Regions from separate parts of the Sus scrofa genome. Here regions 2 and 3 are each linked to region 1. The links are chromatin contacts, called in public Hi-C and HiChIP or PLAC-seq maps. All regions are on one chromosome and are shown on one strand. The core of a region is the stretch at or near the end of the contact, and the rest is flanking DNA. Distances in the headings are between cores, read along the strand shown. Region 1 holds the start of MAD2L1 (mitotic spindle assembly checkpoint protein MAD2A). Region 2 overlaps SEC24D (protein transport protein Sec24D). Region 3 holds the start of PRDM5 (PR domain zinc finger protein 5).

Region 1 (3,637 bases), core at 432-2,931:
AGTATTAAGTACTTTCTCTATATTGGAAATCTCATACTTGGGCAGCTTCTAGAACCTCCAAAATTATACTAAAGATTATTTGCATCTTCAGATAACTTAAAAACTGTATTATTTTGAAACAAAAAGAAGTCTTTCATGAAGTGTTAAGTTGTAAATTCCTTAGAAAGAGAGGCAATTTCTACATGGAGTAAGGTGGGCATCAAGCTCTATCAGCCAGAAGCCAAAATCCTGGTGGAAGGAATGAAAAGACGGTGATTTAAACACACACACACTTGTACCACAGAAACTAAAGGATGTAAGGAAAATGTTATTGGATCAAATCAACTTATTACATATTATACCTGTTTCAGTCTTTAAACTGATCAAGTTTTGATATATAACACTGAATAGGCAGAGTTCTAAGGGCGTCCTCAAAATTTGTGGCCTCCAGGGAGCCTATCCTATAGAATCCCTCCACTTTAGTGTGGCCAGAGTAGTGATTATTAGGAGTTATCACTTTGAGGATTAAGTTCATCAAAGAGGAAATTATCTGACTGGGTCTGACCTAATCACTTGAGCCTTTAAAAGGGACCTCCCAGAAGTCAGAGACTGGAAGCCTGAGATTTATGGAAGGGCTACCTGGCAAAAGCACAAGACTGGCCTCTGCCAACAGCTGGCAAGCCAGTGAGGACATCAGTCCAAGAACAAGGATATTAAGTCTACCAAGAACCAAGGGCCTCAGAAGAGGACCCCTGATTTTAGGTAAGATCCCACTTGCAGACAAATACCCTTATTTCAAACTTGTGAAGACTACAGTAGAGAACTCACCTATGCCACGCCATGCTCCTGACTGAAGGACTGATAATAAATGGGTGTTGTTTTAAGCCACTCATTTGTGGTAATTTATTATGCAGCAATAGAAAACTAATACACTCAGGCATTTTTTCATACAATTAAATAACATTATGTAAGGTGGTTAAGTTTTTCAGATTTCATTTTACATTTTTTCTACCCACTTTAAGAATAAACTTGTTTCAAAACAACTGACATGCACATTAGTTGCGCGCTATCTCTTTAGTACTTCTCATCCTAACAATAAAATTCAAAATTCACGGAAAAGTTCTTCAGTGTTGAAAGGCCTTTTTGGTGAAGTGACCTTACTCCTGACCAGTCGCCGAAGGATGGCGGGGTGCAGAGTGCAAGCTGGACCATCAGAGACAGCCTCAGGCTGCCCCCAGACTGAGCCTAGCAGAGGGTCGGGGTGAGGAGTAGACGTGAGCTTTGCCCAGAACAGACAAGGGAAAGAAGAATGGACGCAGTTCATCCCTTTAATCCCTAAACCAATTTCTCAGGAAAAGCCGCGCGCCCACAAGTAATCAGGGTCTCTAATAAAACTGTGGTGCGCACGCAGTAGCTTTAGAAACTCCCAAAGCATCTGAGGAGTTCCGCCCGCCCACTAAGAATCACTGGGGCTACTTAAGGTACAGCTAGCAGACAGATCGGAGCATTTTCAAAATATCTTTCAAACTCAGGAGTTGTGCTCCTTACCCCTTCTGCCTGAAGACTCAAGGCGCGGCCACTAAAACCGCGATATACCGTCTTTGCCGCAAGCCCCCAGCTAGCCAACCAACTACCGCAGGAGTTCCACAAGGAACCCACCGCGACGCAACGACTCAACAGCGTGAGCACGTCCACCCACTGCGCAGGCGCGAAGAGCGGCTACGCGAGGAAGGAGAAAACAAGCCAGACCCCGTGGTGTAAGGGCGGGGCCTAAAGGCTCGTTGCGCCTGCGCGAAAGAGTCGACGGCGTCCTGCGTCGTTACTTTTGAAACCGGTGGCGGGGAACTACTCTGGAAGTCACTGGTGTGGCTGGTTGCCGCGTGAAAGCGCGTCTCTTCATCCGTGGGCCTGGCCATGGCGCTGCAGCTCTCCCGGGAGCAAGGCATTACCCTGCGCGGGAGCGCCGAAATCGTGGCGGAGTTCTTCTGTAAGTCCTTCTCGCGCAGGCCGGAGAGCGGGGAGAACTGTGCCCAGGCCGCCAAGTAGGCCCGCGGCTCGGTACGGTGGCGGGGAGAACCCATTGGGTCAGAGCGGACGCGAATCCGAGCCCTCTCAGTCTCAGCGTACTGCCAGGCAGGAGGGATCTGGAAGAGGCGGATGCAGGCGCCTCTTCCGGATGCGTTGCTAATGGTGGAGGAGGCGGCCTAGGTTCTGCTGAGGCCTGCCTGGCGATATAACCGCTTAGCCGGGAGCAAACCCCATACCCACCCCGAGGTGAATCAGGATTGACGGTAATGGGCTAGACTTGGGGAGGCGTTCTTCTGGACCAGGCCAGTTGCACCTTCTGATAGAACCTGGCAGGACTTGTGAGAAGAAAAGGAGGAAAAAAAGGAGAGGATTGCCTGGGCGTTGGACGACTCAGTTGCTTCTTTTGACATCCTCTAACCATAAAGTCTGAATTTAGAATTGTTTTACAATGAAATGAAATTTGGCACTGGTAGATAAATGCAGTTTGCCATGTTTCTTTTATTGCCACTTAAATGCAGATACCACTTTTTTGTTTAGAAGCAAAATTTTAAAGCTTTTTAATTTCACTTTGTACCTTTGAGCAAAACACAAACGCGTGTTTAAACATTTACAGCTTTACACCATTAATGAAACCATAGCCACATGACTAAATATGTTTTATTTCTCAGAATTACAAAATGAAAATGACTTTTAACATTTCTTTTGTTTTCAGCGTTTGGCATCAACAGCATTTTATATCAGCGTGGCATATATCCATCTGAAACCTTTACTCGAGTACAGAAATACGGACTTACCTTGCTTGTAACTACTGATCCTGAGCTCATAAAATACCTAAATAATGTGGTGGAACAACTAAAAGGTATTTCATTGTTGGAAACAGTTTTGAGTTTTGCCAGCATTCTAGGATCCATTTTCTAGCAGCTTGCTGGTCATTTTTCATCTGTATACCTGGTGGTGTAAAACACACTACCATCTCAAATATAGTGAAATAACTGGGAGGAAGAAAATAAATCAAAAAGAAGTCCCATCTTTACCCCATTTTGAGTGGGCTGAATATTTTCATGTTAGGAACGCGATACGGCTTAATGAAACAATTCCCATCAACTCCTTTAGAAATGAGTGTTGCAGTTTATGTGACCAAATGGAACATGTTGGAATTTTACATAATTATATTGGTGTTCATTATCTGAGAAAAATCCACTATATATATATTTGTAGCTGCATGGAGTCTAAAGCCATCATTAAGATGAAGGAAGCAAAACTGAATTCAACCTGGGGACTAAACTTTAAAAAGAACAACTACCAAATAACAGAGCACCATTAGAATTTTCTTACTTTTCACCTGTTTCCATTGTCTTGTCTTAAATCCTACATGTGAGTCTGAATACTTATTTTTTCCTTTTAGCTCAAGAAGTGTCAGTATTGTTTAATTAATACTTGTTCTCCATCTATTCCTCTTCTTTCTTCTAAAATTTCTAGTTTCTCTTTCATGTTTGTCTCCACCTAGGGTTCTCATTTCTAATTTTTCTGTGTTGTAGGATATTTTTCCATATCCACACATTGATCTTCCAAAGTTCTAAAAAACACTACAGCCCTCATCTTTATTTATTTTTTTTTTAAGTTTTTACTG
Region 2 (3,637 bases), core at 490-2,989, 830 kb after region 1:
GTGCGGCCAAAAAAGAAAAAAAAAAAAAAGGTGGCATTAGGAAGATATTTGATGGAAAAAGATGCTGGAAGAGATTGAAGGGGAAAAATTGAAATGAAGGGAGTAAAACCAAGGAATTCATGCCTAATCACCTTTGCACTTTCAGCAAAGTAGCTGAAGTTACCTCCATGCTTGATGGAGAATGAATTTGTTTTTTGGAGGTTTGCTCCTCCACCATCACAATCTCAAAAGAATTGTGCTGAAAGTAGAGTTTGGCCTCTTTGAATAATCTATTATGGTATTTAAGAACCGTCATGTTCTTTCTGTAATCAGTAAAGAAAGGCAAAGAAAAGAATATAGGGAGTTCCCGTCGTGGCTCAACAGAAACGAATCCAACTAGTATCCATGGGGATCCTGGCCTCACTCAGTGGGTTAAGAATCCAGTGTTGCCATGAACTGTGGTGTAGGCCACAGATGCAGCTCAGATCTGGAATTGCTGTGGTTGTGGTGTAGGCCAGCAGCTACAGCTCCAATTAGCCCCCTAGCCTGGGAACTTCCATATGCCGTGGGTGTGGCCCTAAAAAAAAAAAAAAAAAAAAAAAAAAAAGAATACAGAATTTCCAGACAGGTTTCTGGGAGACAGTCAATTGGTCTGCGTTATTTAGATAGCTTGTGCAATGATGTTTGGAAAGAGAACTTAAACATCGCTACTACAGTAGGCTAATCAATTGCAATTTGCTTATTAGCATCCTGTGAAAACTACCAAAAGGTATGTACAAATGACTTTTTGGGAAGGGGTGGGAGATGAGAAGAGTCAGTGCAGTGCACCTCCCTGTGATTTGGGTCACTGTAGACATCGCCCCAGAGAGCAGTACTTGAAGGACAGAGTGCAATGCTTTCCTCCTTCCCCTCCCTTTCCTCCTGCGTGTCCTCCTTTCATCTCCACTTGCCAATCCTGGATTTACTGCCAAAACACGGAAGAAAGGCAGAAAGGCAGCACATTTGCTCAGGTTAAAAGTGGTTATAAGAGTGACCTGTTAGTTGTGAAGAACTATGTGTCCCCCAAAAGGAGCATAAGCACCTGTAAACATATTCTGATTTTGTTCCCAGGTTAATAGTGAGATATATTTAGTTTAGCTTTTTTTTTGTTTTTATACTGTTCCACACCCCACTTTTTTTGATAGCATTCCAGTTTTAAATCTTCTCATATTGTGCCTGCCCCAAGCAATTATGTTACATAAGAAAACAATGTTGGTACCTTTAAAATTAGACATTTACTCCTTCATTCTTAAATGTGAGATAACTGCCAGGGAATGTTTTCTCATTGTTCGTGGTTTATTTCCTGAATTCCAGTAGCAATAGTGTGTAAGTGAAACCCACACTGCCTCATTTCCTGCTTAGGCTGCCTGGTAGGCAGTCAAAACCTACATTCCTAAGGCTTTGCTGCCCTCAAGTGGTCTAGCTTGAGAATAACCAACTATTTTGGGGGAGTTGGGGAGATGGAAACTGGGTTTCCAGTCAGTCCTCCTGTCTGACTCAAGCATTAATTCCTGACTGGGAAAAAAAAATTAGTATGTGCCAAATGTGAGAATCATGAGGGAAAAGGAAGATTTTATTTCTCAATATTCCCTCAAAAGGTATAGAGTAAAAATACAATAGCAACAGCCACAAGCTTGTTTTTGTTAATTATAGAGTAACTGCGTGCGTGTTGTCACAGGGACACAGCTGTAGGATATGAGTTGAACTGACTCCCTTAGGCCTTTGGGGTCAATCAGCTTCTCTAGGGCAACCCCCTCATCAGAACCCATGACATCATGTTCCACAACTAAGGACACACTGTTGTTTGGAAAGAATGTGTTCAGGGAAGACATTCCACTCTTCCCATGTGGCCGAGACTCTCAAAAAAGGAGGCCAGCAATTATGGTGATTACACTAATCACAGGGAGGGCTTGTGGGGGAGGGAACCGATGTGGAGGTCTCTAATGGCAGCTCTGTGGGGACTCTGCTCTAATTGGCCACCATCAAGACCCTCTAAGGTAGGTTTCCCAGACTGCTGATGGAGAAAGGAGGAGAACACCCTCAAAGGGATGAGCAGACTCAGGATGGGCTGGGCTTATGAAGCAGGTCGGTTATGGGGCTGTTGATTACTCAACTAGATAGCTTTTCCTGGAACAGGCGGACCAGCTAAAAATGCATGTGGTGCTGTCCCCTTGTGGCTTATGACCTTGTTCCTGGTATTTTGGGTGATTTTGGGTAATTGTGGAAATCCTTCAATAATGAAAGATTTTGCGATAGGAAAACCCTAGTTCTCGTACACTGCTCTTGGGTTGGGCACAGAGATGAATTGGGCGGGTCCAATGAATAGAAATGAGCTGTGGTTTAGCAGGCATCTGGTGCTATAGGAAAGCCTGGGAAAGAACACTGTGCTTAGTAACCTGGGATCTAGAATCAGCTCTGCCACACACTGGGTATGTGACAATGAGAGAGTCACTTGACCTTTCTGGGCTCAGTTTCCTCTTCTGCAAACTGTGGCGTTTGGCTCAGATTAGTGGTTGATAGACTGATGTGTGGAGGTGTGCCTCACCGGCTACCACCAGGACAGAGTCTTTTCTTCCCTCCCTCTGTAAGCAAAGCAAGCCCACTTTGCTCTGTTTTATAAATTGAAATTTGAAAACCACTAGATCAATGGGAGAGGGAGGTATGGGAAGGAGTAGAAGGCAAGTCTGGACAGGAAGTTGGAGTTACACTTCGGATATATTTTTATTTGAGCTGCAGGGAAGAGAGGGGGTGTATGGCTGCGAGCAGGGAGGCAATGTATAAATGATTTAGAAGGGAAAGCGACTAACCCAAAATTGCCTCTGGAAGACTATCAGGTTAGTCCAGGTGTAAAATGATAAAGGTTTGAGCCAGAGTGATGGCACCTGAAATGCTATGTGAATGTGTGTGTCAGGGGATGTAACTGAAAACTGGAATTGAATTCAAGGCCTCTGCACAGAGTAAAACATTTAGTTGGATAAAATGGAAAAGATTAGAGTCCTACCCATAAAAAGAGTATAGCCACTTTTCAACAGATGTGCTGTGGGTGTGTTTGTGTGTGTATCTGTGTATAATGTCAGGAGTAATTAGTGTGGTATATTTGTACCTATGATTAGCCATAAAGCCCTGGCATCATTTTTCAAAGTAAAAGAATATTCTTTAAAATTGAAAGAAAAAAAAATCTAGAAGCAGGGAGATGTGGTTGGATTCTGATAATCATTACTTTGCAGAAGAGGTTGAGTATTTTTCCATTTCAACAAGTCATTAGAAGTGGAAAACTCATTGGAATACAGATATACAGTCCATAAACAGAGCAAGGTAATGAAAATTATCCTGATTATTCACAAGCCAACTGGTGACAAGGATAATGTGCAGCCCCAATTTCCTGCAAATGGTTTGTAGTGCTTTTTTTGTAAAAAGAAAAATGAGTCTGACTCAATTCTTTTGTGTTTTACTTTCCTTTTTATCATGCTAGGGAAAATGTCATATTTTATGTCAGATGTAACCAGATAATTGGAGTTTTGACAAGCTTTTGCTTTGTTCTAGAGAACCAATCCTGTAACTATATTTCCTCTTGCCTTAACTCTTTGTGACTTCCTCCTCCTCTTCCCAGGATGGAAAT
Region 3 (3,637 bases), core at 621-3,120, 740 kb before region 1:
CACCAGTACACATGTTTGTATTAAATAACTAGAGCTTAATTTAGGCATAACATTGAAAAAAATTTCCTCCCAAAGCAAATTTGAAGGTAAGGAGAAATGTATTTGGAGTAATTTCTCTTGTGTCAAGATAGTGCAGTATTCTCTCGAATAAGTAAATCAGGTGCATTGTAGTACTTTAATATCAATATTTTTATTTTCTTATTTTTTTTTGAGGTTGGATTTAAACTCTTGATATAAAGCAGACTTTTAATTTCCCGTTTTTCAAAGACAATATTGAAAGGTCACTTTCTAGCTTTAAAAGTTTTAAGAAATGACTCATTGTACCACTACTGTCTTATAGGCTTCAAAATCAAATTTCCGGTCAGTATTGTGCATTTTGACTTGGCAAACATGTGTCCTTTTTTATGTGTTGTAAGAGAGATTATTTTGAAGCTTTTGTTGCTGGTTTCTATGTTTTAGGTAGTAGATCTTCAGAAAACTCCAATAAATAGATGAAAAGAACATTGCATATTTTAATGAAATGTATGTTTGTGTTGGTTGTAACAAAATCTCTCAGAGATTTAGAAAAGATAAGGAAAGTTTTTCATTTTATTAATTTCAGCATTATCTTTACAAACTTTTTTAAAAACACATCCTAATTTGTAAAGATGCCTACGTTCAGAAAGATGAGCATTCTCAAGCTGACAACTTTGTTCCCCAGAAACATAGCAGCAATCAAAAGGGAGCTATGCCAAAGCAAGGGTCATCAGTGAATGAGGCTTGTGTCAGACTAAGTCCAGAAAACATTTCTTTTTCTCTTTAGTGACCAAAAACTGTGGAAACTTTTGTGCCCAAAGAGACATGGCAGAGCATTTGACTGAGGAGCCAGTGTGGCTTGAGGACCAGGGATGAAAGGCTCTGGGGGACAAGGACAGAGTGCCCTGGGAAAAGTGCCATGGGCCACTCTCTGGATTGTGGTCTGGTTCCAGCTGGGCCCAGTGGACCTGGTCTGGCCTCATTTTAGCACTGGCTTAAAGGATTCCAGGAAAAACCTACTTAGTCCAGATTCTTTGAGGAATACACGAATTCTAGGCTCACCATTGACTAATTTGAAAATCTCAGATTAGCTTCAGAATTGACTTTTAATTAAGACATATTTACCGAACCCCTATTACATGTTTCAAGGCCATCTCATTTCAAATTCCCCCCAAAACAAACTTTATTAATTTATGTGCTCTTACAAAAAGATGCCTTCGACGGTAGGTCACAGGGATTAAAACTCAGAGAATGATTAAGGCATAGTTCTACTTACTCCTGGCAAAACTATCCTTTGGTTTTTCAAAAAAAGAGTCATTTATTTATTTCATTCTCTAAAATCTTAAATATTATTATAACATGATTTTTTTCTTTAAAAACCTTTTTCTAAACTTTAATAAAATCCTACTAAGGAAATTAGGAACTGTTTGTGTTCTAAGGCTTTCCTTAGATCTGAAAAATCATTTCCATGGTGCTTGTGTTGTTCACAAGACAACAGGTCCCAGGTGGAGTTACTTATATATCACCAAACTGAGGCTTAATTAATTTCGGCTCTACTAGAAATGGAAGCTTAAGCCAACTGATTGGGAGGTGCCTGATCAGCATTAGTAATGCGCCTGAGAGAATCCTGCTATCTTCTAGAAGAAAGAAAACTTGTGGAGTTCCCGTTGTGGATCAGAAGTTAATGAGCCTGATTAATATCCATGAGGACTTGGGTTCAATCCCTGGCCTTGCTCAGTGGGTTAAGGATCCAGCATTGCCGTAAGCTGTGATGTAGGTTGCAGATGTGGCTCTGATCCTGCGTTGCTGTGGCTATGGTATCAGCTGGCAGCTACAGCTCTGATTCGACCTCTAGTCTGGAAACCTCCATCTGCTGCAGGTGCAGCCCTTAAAAGACAGACAGACAGACACACCCTTTCCAATAGCCAATCCACATTTTTTGCCAGGTAAAGCTTCCCTGTTCCTGCTCCCCTCTGCCTGTAGAAGTCTTTCATTTTGTACAGTTCCTCAGAGCTCCTTTCTACCTGCCAGATTGGATGTTGTCCAAACCATGAATTGTTGAAAAAAACATTTAAGACCTTTAAAATTTATTCAGTTGAATTTTTTTAGCACTATGGTCTTTAATTTTGCAAATTATCATTAGTATTAGTATTACTATTAGTTGATAAGAAACATCAAATGTTTATTGGTGACATTAATAGTTTTCACGAAAAGAACCCAGAACAGAAAATTGTCAAGAATATCAAGAAAAATGAGAGTTCCCAGTTCCTCTTGATGGTGAAACTTTTTTTAAAATTTTCTTCTGAGCGCAAAATCTAACTTCATTAAAAGCACTAAAAGAAGATGTGTGGCATCACATCACTGTTGTGATACCAGATTCCACTGTGCAGGCATGCCCTCTCATCTCCGTCTCCACGGCTCTGTGTCTGAAAATAATTGGCCTGGTGATTTTTTCAAGCAAGAGAGGACTCAGGAATAGCTTATTTTTGGAAGTTTAAGAACTTCCTGGGGATTAGGACACCATAATAGAACCAGTTTCCGCTGGACTTAAATATTCAGTTATTCATGACAAATTTTGAGTTAATTTGAAAGGCGTTAGTGGCAGGCTGGGTACATCCCCTTTCTCTGAACGTTAATCAGCCTATTTATTGGTCCCCTATGAGTTCAAGACTCTGAAACAAGGATGAAAAAAACCTGAAGCATAACTCAGATGCAAAAGGATCAAAATTTCCTAGACCTCAGGGACTGCTCTCAGCAGTCTGGCACTAAGTATGCTTTCACTGTAGAACTTGTAAAGTTATTTCTGTGTATGGTCCCGGCTCGGTCAAGGCCCATTTCGTTTTGCATCTGAGGACTAAAATTCCCTGATTGGGAGTACCGCTTCAGAGGGGCAAAACCCAGAGCCGGGTAAGGGCGGGTCCACACGCTGCCTAACCCGGCGCAGGGTGCGGGCGGGTCGGTTCGGCTCCCCAGCCTCCGGGTTCGAGGCTCCGCGCCCGGGCGCGGGTCCGAGCCGCCAACTTCGAGCCAATCAGCGCGCGGCGTCCCGGCGCCCGCAGCGTCTCGGCGCCCGCAGCGCCCCGGCCCGCGCCCCTCACGCCCCCGCGGCAGCAATGGCAGCAGCGGCCTCTGCGGCTCCCGGCCTCGGCAGACCCGGGACGAGGAGGGGCTGAGCCGCGGGGGATCCTGGAATCCGCGGGGAGGTGGGGATTCTGGGAGAAAAACTCCATTTCCTCCTTTCCCGCCGGCCTCTCCCCTCCACCCCGGCACCCCAAATTTCAATGTGTCGCCTCCTGGGCGCAGAGCGCTGGTGTTGAGCGAGGCGGCGGCCGCGGCTGGGAAAATGCTGGGCATGTACGTGCCGGACAGGTTCTCCCTGAAGTCTTCCCGGGTTCAGGACGGGATGGGGCTCTACACGGCCCGCAGAGTGAGAAAGGTGGGTGACCCGGCGGCGGCCTGCGCGCCCCTACTCCCGCCGCGCGCTCCGCGCTTCCAGGGCTCGCCGCTCCTCAGGGCCGGGGGCTCCGCGGGCTTCACTCGCGTCGCCCCTCGCCGGGCCGACCGGGAGCCCCGCGGGGAGGCTGGGGCGGCGGGGGCGGCCTTCACCCGTCGCGCCTCCCGA

Evidence for each region. A called contact is a pair of places that touch in the nucleus more often than the background predicts. HiChIP or PLAC-seq counts read pairs in DNA pulled down with a chosen protein or histone mark.
Region 2: a Hi-C map of skeletal muscle shows a contact between it and region 1, with 6 times the contacts expected there. The contact joins the enhancer-like site here to the promoter of MAD2L1 in region 1. A contact is called at or near these places in 1 of 5 promoter capture datasets (fetal liver), 10 of 47 Hi-C or Micro-C datasets (alveolar macrophages, blood, embryonic fibroblasts and 7 more) and 2 of 2 datasets of contacts at active chromatin or transcription factors (alveolar macrophages and skeletal muscle).
Region 3: a contact with region 1 is called in an H3K27ac HiChIP or PLAC-seq map of skeletal muscle, with 6 times the contacts expected there. The contact joins the promoter of PRDM5 here to the promoter of MAD2L1 in region 1. A contact is called at or near these places in 1 of 47 Hi-C or Micro-C datasets (embryonic fibroblasts) and 1 of 2 datasets of contacts at active chromatin or transcription factors (skeletal muscle).

What each region holds. Positions count from the first base shown.
Region 1 is chr8:103,925,677-103,929,313 of Sscrofa11.1, forward strand. It overlaps MAD2L1 (mitotic spindle assembly checkpoint protein MAD2A), which reads left to right and starts at 1,682. Exons shown (of 5, transcript XM_003129223.4): 1 at 1,682-1,966; 2 at 2,720-2,866. The coding sequence starts at 1,894.
Region 2 is chr8:104,758,967-104,762,603 of Sscrofa11.1, forward strand. The region is part of intron 2 of SEC24D (protein transport protein Sec24D); the gene reads left to right. The region is part of intron 1 of SYNPO2 (synaptopodin-2); the gene reads right to left. Among named protein-coding and RNA genes, the nearest start is that of SYNPO2, 83 kb to the right of the region's middle. Within about 2 kb of position 1,740, at least 31 of the 83 cell types and tissues checked have an H3K27ac peak or open chromatin away from gene starts, as enhancers often do. A contact at or near this core is called in alveolar macrophages, embryonic fibroblasts, omental adipose tissue and 3 more, where this site is marked.
Region 3 is chr8:103,186,442-103,190,078 of Sscrofa11.1, forward strand. PRDM5 (PR domain zinc finger protein 5) reads left to right here and starts at 1,871. Exons shown (of 16, transcript XM_021101643.1): 1 at 1,871-2,922.